Linked DNA regions of Macaca mulatta: region 2 is linked to region 1. The links are chromatin contacts, called in public Hi-C maps. All regions are on one chromosome and are shown on one strand. Each heading gives the region's core, a stretch centred on a gene start, on an enhancer-like site or on the middle of the called end of the contact. The rest is flanking DNA. Distances are from core to core; before and after follow the strand shown.

Region 1 (3,205 bases), core at 251-2,750:
TACAAAGAAAATACATTAACGACCTGTTCATCTTTTTCCATGATCATGTCGACTCCATCTCCTGGGGGGTCATCAGAGGGGCCCTTGATATCATGGCTTTCCTGCTCCCTAACCTTAGCACAACAGTTCATAGAAGTCTCATCTCTAATGGCTCAACTGTCCTCTAAAATCATGACAAGAGGATGACGGGGTGACACTTTGGATCCTTTTAAATTTTTTTTTATCGAGGTCAAAGCTCCAGAGCAGGGCTTAAACCATTTTGGAGAATCCCCTGGATTCTCTGGAGCTTTGAACACAACGCGATTCCACCTGAAGACACCTTTGGCTTCTTTATTTATAACATAGGGGAGAAGACTTTATTTAATGCTAAGCCAGGGTCACCTGACACCCCTAGAGGCAGGACGGTCTGGGCGCAGGGAAGCCAGGATGGGTGGTAGGGCGGATTCAAACAAGCCAGAGGCTTAGGAATGATCTCCCCGAGCCCAGCAATGGGCTCTTTACTTGAAGAATGCGAGCAAAAACCCGTCCCGCCCTCACACCACAGTATCTCCCTTCTGCCCCTCCCTGAGTAGACCATAAGAGCCCTAGACCAGGAGCCCCTGTTCCGCCACTCACTGGCTGCAAGTCCTTGGACAGGTCGACTTTGGGTCTCCAGGACCCAAGGGTCTCATCTGTACAACGGGGATCATGATCTCCGTTCCACAGGCAGTTGTGAGGCTCAGAGGGGTAACAGTGCGAACGCGCTTTGTCAGAGGCTGAGCCCTGGCCCACCGGCGCGTTAGGACCATGACGAATTACTTCCCCGGTCTCGGCTTCTCCACGGCCTCCCAGCCGTGGAGAGGTTGAGAGAATCGTGCTGTTCGCCGGTCACCCCAGGGTCAGGGTCCTGGCTGCGTCCCCGCCACCCCGCCCCGGGTCCCCTCACCTCCATCGGTTGATCCCGACTGAGGAGGAGGCCGCGAACCACGGGTCGAGAATGTAAACGCAGCGCACGCAGCGCGCCCCGCGCACGGCCGCCAGCAGCGCCGGGTTGTCGTGGAGCCGCAGCCCTTTGCGGAACCAGTGCACTGAAGAGGCGCCGTCCGTGCCGGGCGCTGGCGCCGGGGCCACAGCTGCCGCCGTCGCCACAGTCGCCGCCATGACTGTCCAGACTGCTCCGGCCACCCCCGCTCCGCCCCGGTAGGCGACGCGGACCCCGCCCACAGACCGCCCAGTGACCTATGACGCCGCAGCTCCTCCCTTCGTCCCCGCCCCCAGGGCCTTAGAGCTCCTGTGCCATTGGCTGAGTGCCTCCCGCCCGGCGATTGGCCCAGAGACGCCAGAACAGGCCCCGCCCCCTCACGTTCCTACCATGTGTGGGTCCGCCTGGGTGGAGCTGGCAGGCGGACAAGTGACGCAGGCTGGCACAGTCCGCGGAGGGCCGGGAGTGGGCCGAGTCTCGAGGTACAGCGGATCTCTTACACATGTCCTGTTCAGGGCCTGCTTCTAGAAGAAGCTGCCTGGGCTGGTAGGGGTTGCTGTGACTACAGTCAGAGACTTGCAAAACTGACAACTGACCTTCCTATTATCACCAACATCGTCACCAGCATCATCTACATCATTCTACTACAACTGCCATTTATTAAGTGCACTTTATATGGCAAGAGACATGATCATCTCCTTACATAGTCGGTCTCATTTACTATTCTGAACTCAGCCCAGTTACATTCATTTAACGAACACCAGTGGAAGAGCTGCTGTTATTTTTGTTTTACAGATGAAGAAAATGGAGGGTGCCGCAGGTTGAGCGACTTGCTCAGTATCATAAAGCTACTAAGAGGGATTTCACCCAGATTATTCTGATTTTGAAACTTCTGCTTTTATCCACGAAGCTATACTTCTCTTTGTGCGAAGATCCTTGGTAATTCCAAGTGGCAGAGTCCAAGGATGGAGAAGGAGTGCCCTGATACGCAGCATTAGAGGATTTGGGAGTAGGGACTGGGAATGTGGAGGACTTGAGCTCGTAATTATGCCATCAGATGAATTTATTTTCTTTTAGTCTGTTTAGTAGATCCAGTGGTACTATTGTGTGCAAAGCACTGTACTGGATTCCGGGTGGGGTTCAGAGATGTGGGGGACACTGTCCCCATTCTTCTGGGACGCCAGGTGGAACCCTCTTATTCCTCTGGCGTCTAGCATAGAGCTTGCTGATTGACTGACTAAATGGCAAGAGAAGCTATAAACACCAGCAACAAGGTGTTGGGGAAGGCTAAGATGGCTTAGTCAAGCTGCAGCTTTGGGGTTATCAGGTGGAGAACAGTCTGTTTCAACTTGGCCCTAGGTTGAGCCCATGCTTGGAACCCTTCCTGGACCTGGGACAGTGTGATGAAAGCATTTAGCAATTTAGTCTGCAATTTAGTGGCATTAATTGGCACCACTCTCTAAACCAGTGTCACTGCAATCCTAGGCATTCTCTGCCATTTCCAGGGCTTTTCACAAGCTGTTCCCGCAGTCTAGATCACACTCCCTCTTCCTTCTTTGTTTCTAACTCCAGTTTGCTCTGTATCATTGTTCAGTGTAGATGTCACCTTCTTGCTGTCTGATCCCAACCTGAATAGTGCCCCGTCTCATTCTGTGCTTCTTTGTGGTCACTTGTCTTGGCACACAATACTGGAATTTCTTGCTTAAATGTCTTAATGCCCCATTAAAGTATAAACTCCTGGAGAGCAGGGGCTGTGGCTTATTTACAGTTGTATGTCCAAAGTCTAGCTCAGTGCTTGGCACCTAACGCTCAAGGATTATTTGAGTAAAAATTGCACTAGAGTCTCATATTGGCAGGCTCTTAGAGGCTTATCCTAGTCCCCTTACCTGGCCCTGTCCTTATTTTTGAATTTCCTTTCCAAATGCTTGCTGAATAAATCGATGCCACCTTTCATTACTTTTATTTTAAGGTTTTGTGTTCCCCCTCTCCTATCCCCTCTTCTCTCCACAAGGTTGGTGCTTTGCTAGGAATGGAACAGAGTGTAAGGAGGTGTTTCTCCCTTAAACAACCTCAGAGATGAGTCCTCTTCCCTTTTACTCCTCTAAATTCCCGTAATGCTGTATCTGTATTCTGTGAGCCCGGGACTGTGCTTGTCTTACTTATCAGTGTCTTCCCAGCTGGTACTCTGGTACCTAACATATAGTAGGTGCTTGAAAAACATTTGCCAAATGATCAAAAGTCATT
Region 2 (3,113 bases), core at 98-2,597, 41 kb after region 1:
GCCACAACCCAGGGATCTCTGGGAGAACAAAGGAGATGCTATATGTGAAATAATCAGCCTAATTTCCCTGTCAATAATTATTATTTTCTGAGGATCAAGTCCGGGAAGACAGCTGAGGCCTCTTAAAGCGTATCGCTTGCTACTGTCTCAGGCGCTATCCTGAGCTGGCAGAGAGTGATGGTATATTTCTTAAAAGACGTATTGTCCTCTACTAAGAGCACTGGATGGGAAATCAGGACACCTGAGCTCTTGAGAAACAATAAAGTACAGTGGTCGGGCATGTGAACTGCGAAGCCAGATTGCTTGAGTTCAGATTCCAGCTCTGCCACTTATTAGCCGGGTGATCTTGGACAAGTTACTTAACTTCTCTGTGCCTTGGTTTTTCCATCTGTAAAATGTGGATTATAATCCCATCTTGTTATGAGGATTAACTGAGTTAATATGGCTAAGATCTATGTGCCTGGCACATTTTAATCACTCAACAAACGTCAGTTGCTTTTGCTGCTGTTGCTATTATTATTATTACTATTGTTCTTGCCCTGGCTGGGCTCCTAACTTGCTGGGTGGCCTTTAGTAAGTTACTTGCTCTCTCTGTGCCCCCAGGCTTTCTCCTATGACTGCTGCACCAAAGGAGCTGGGACAGATGAAGTCCTAGGATGCCTAGAAGGGTTGTTCTTCAGGATTTCAGTCCCCATGACCACCCTATCCCGCGTGGCCCCAGCTGCCACTCACCGATGATGATGCCGCAGGTGAGCAGGGCATAGAAGGAGGTGGTCTGCTTAAGCAGCAGGTAGGAGAGCAGCACGTTGAAGACGGTGGTGAGCGAGCGGCCCACATTGTAGAAGGCCACACCGACGTACTTGAGGCAGAGGTTATTGAAGGTGATCATGCCGATGAAGACCACTGACAGAGGCAGGACACTGCGGGCCACCCTGAGGTCCAGGCGCAAGCTGGGGAAGTCCACGGCACCAGGGCAGCAGGCGGCCAGAGCGCTGAGGCCCTTGCACAGCAGCGTGGTCACCAGGCACTGGTAGAAGGTGACGAAGATGGGGGTGTCCAGCTGCAGGGAGGGGCTGTCCAGCAGGTACTTATTAAGGAACACCATGGAGATGGAGGTGACCCAGTAGAGGGAGACCACCAGCGCAATCTGCAATGCCCGCAGCAGAAAGGGCTTCTCCTCGTTGGCCTCTGCCTCTGTAGAGGGGTCTGAGGCCCCGGTCAGCGCCATGTGCAGGATCCTGGACCGCTTCAGAGGGGCCCTGTTCATGGTAGCACAGGAGCTGGGTCACCCCGCGGCCAGAACTCTGATTCCCTGGAGTCCAGGGCAGTGAGCTCACTTGTGCTCTCCGCAAGCCGCAGCCCTGATTGTCACATGGGGGTTGGCCTAAAGGCCTCCCCAGTGTCCTCATGGATAGAGAAGTTCTGCTTTGGGGTGAGCCCAGTAGTGCCGCTCCACAACCTGCTCCCACCCCAAGGGGGCTCCTGAGACAAGACACAGGGCAAGGGGGAGGGATAGGCTAAGGCGGTGAGGCCAGGGTAGAGAAGACCTGTGAGGGGAGAAGAGGCTGGGGCCTAACAGGGAGGGGTCGCAGAGAGAAGGGAGGGGAGAGGAATGGCAGGGCGGGGCAGGAGGCGGTACGCGGGGCGAAGGTGCAGGAAAAGGACGCCGGGCAGAGTTGGAAGAGCTGCCGAGAGGGCAGCATGGGCAGCTGTGGGAGGGAGGGGTGGGCAGGGGGAGGGAGGCGTTAAGGGAGCTGCCGCAGGCCGGCGCAGCTGGAGGGAGGGCTACGGAGGGGTCAGAGGGGCTCGGGACTTGGGGCTGACGGACGCGGGAGGGGGCTGGGCCGGCGCCCACGTCTCGCTGCCTTCCCGGGCTCTGTCGCCGGCTCAGCCCAGGAGCCTCCGGACAGCCGAGGCCTACTCCCCGCGAGGCGGGCCCGGGACTCACTTCCTGGCACGCCCCCACGTGGCCTTAAAGGGCCCGCACGCCCCGCCTTGCCCTTAAAGCGACAGCCCCAGAGAGGCGGCGTTCGCCAGTCCCCAGCCCCGCCCCTGCGATCCGCTGCCCGCTGCTGGCGGGGGGACCTCGGCGGCCACAGGTTTTTCTGTGTGCTTGAGCCTCGCCCTGCTTCCTGCAAGGGCTGCATCACCCTCACCTGCCCACCCTCATCTCCGTCTGCCCCGGAGCCTCCGTCCCCCGACTCGGCTTGGCTCGGCTCGCAGGTCCACCTCCCGGAACCCCGACCCAGGACCCGGGCGGCGCTCCATCAGCCTGGACTCCTCCACCTCCAGAGCCCCGCGTTGCAGCTCCACGTCCCTCTGCCAACCCGACTTATTCTTCCACAACGATGTTGTGGTCCCCTCCTTTCCCCCCCATTTTCACCTCCCCCAGGCCCTCTCCCAAGCCCGAGACTCCCGGCAGCGCTCCCAGAGGCCGGAGGCCACGCCGCCTCTCTCGGACTTCAGTCTGTCATCCCTGTGCTCCTATCGAGGTTCTCTGGGCGGCCCAGATCCAAGATTCCAAGGGCTCAAGGCAGCATCTCTTACCCCTTCCAGAAAATACTGTTTCCCCGCCCGGTTCAGCCGCACCAGCTCCCGCGCCCCTGCCTCTGTCCCCCGGCCGCGAAGGCGACCTGGCGCTCACCTCCTCCGGTGCACTGGGCGCCCGCCCCGCCTCCCTGCGCCGCACCTGCAGCGCCGCACCCTGGGCCGCGCCCGCGGGGTCGACTTCCTGCTTTCTGCCCCGGGCCCAGGCACCGTGCCAGGCTCGCCGGCCTGTTAGCGGCATGGGGCCCGGGAGTGCCGGCGGAGAGGCGGCGATTCCGACGGTCGTGGGCGCAGGCCCCCTCCTCTTTCTAAGGCCTCTCCTGTCCCTGGTACCCCCGCCCGCCCGGGACCCAGGCTTCAGTTATCGCAGCTGGCACGTCCCGGGACCTGGCTTTATCCCTGGCCTGCCGCGCTCCCAGCTTGCACTTCCAGAAGTGCTTGAGGGGACCGCCCGGATTCTTCCAGCCGGCATTGAGGGGAGAGTCCCCCGCCCCTTCCAGGGCCGGGCCCGGGAAATCTAGCCTGTGGTCTGCCACTCACCAGGCAGCCGGGGGAACGCGGAGGAC

The links. Hi-C and Micro-C count contacts between places; a contact is called where the count stands out from the background.
Region 2: a contact with region 1 is called in a Hi-C map of CD4 T cells, with 2.3 times the contacts expected there. The contact joins the promoter of SLC35C1 here to the promoter of CRY2 in region 1. A contact is called at or near these places in 2 of 14 Hi-C or Micro-C datasets (CD4 T cells and liver).

What each region holds. Positions count from the first base shown.
Region 1 is chr14:19,772,224-19,775,428 of T2T-MMU8v2.0, forward strand. CRY2 (cryptochrome circadian regulator 2) reads right to left here and starts at 1,501. Exons shown (of 12, transcript XM_077963023.1): 1 at 1,351-1,501.
Region 2 is chr14:19,813,445-19,816,557 of T2T-MMU8v2.0, forward strand. It overlaps SLC35C1 (solute carrier family 35 member C1), which reads right to left and starts at 1,348. Exons shown (of 2, transcript NM_001258150.1): 1 at 733-1,348. The coding sequence starts at 1,267.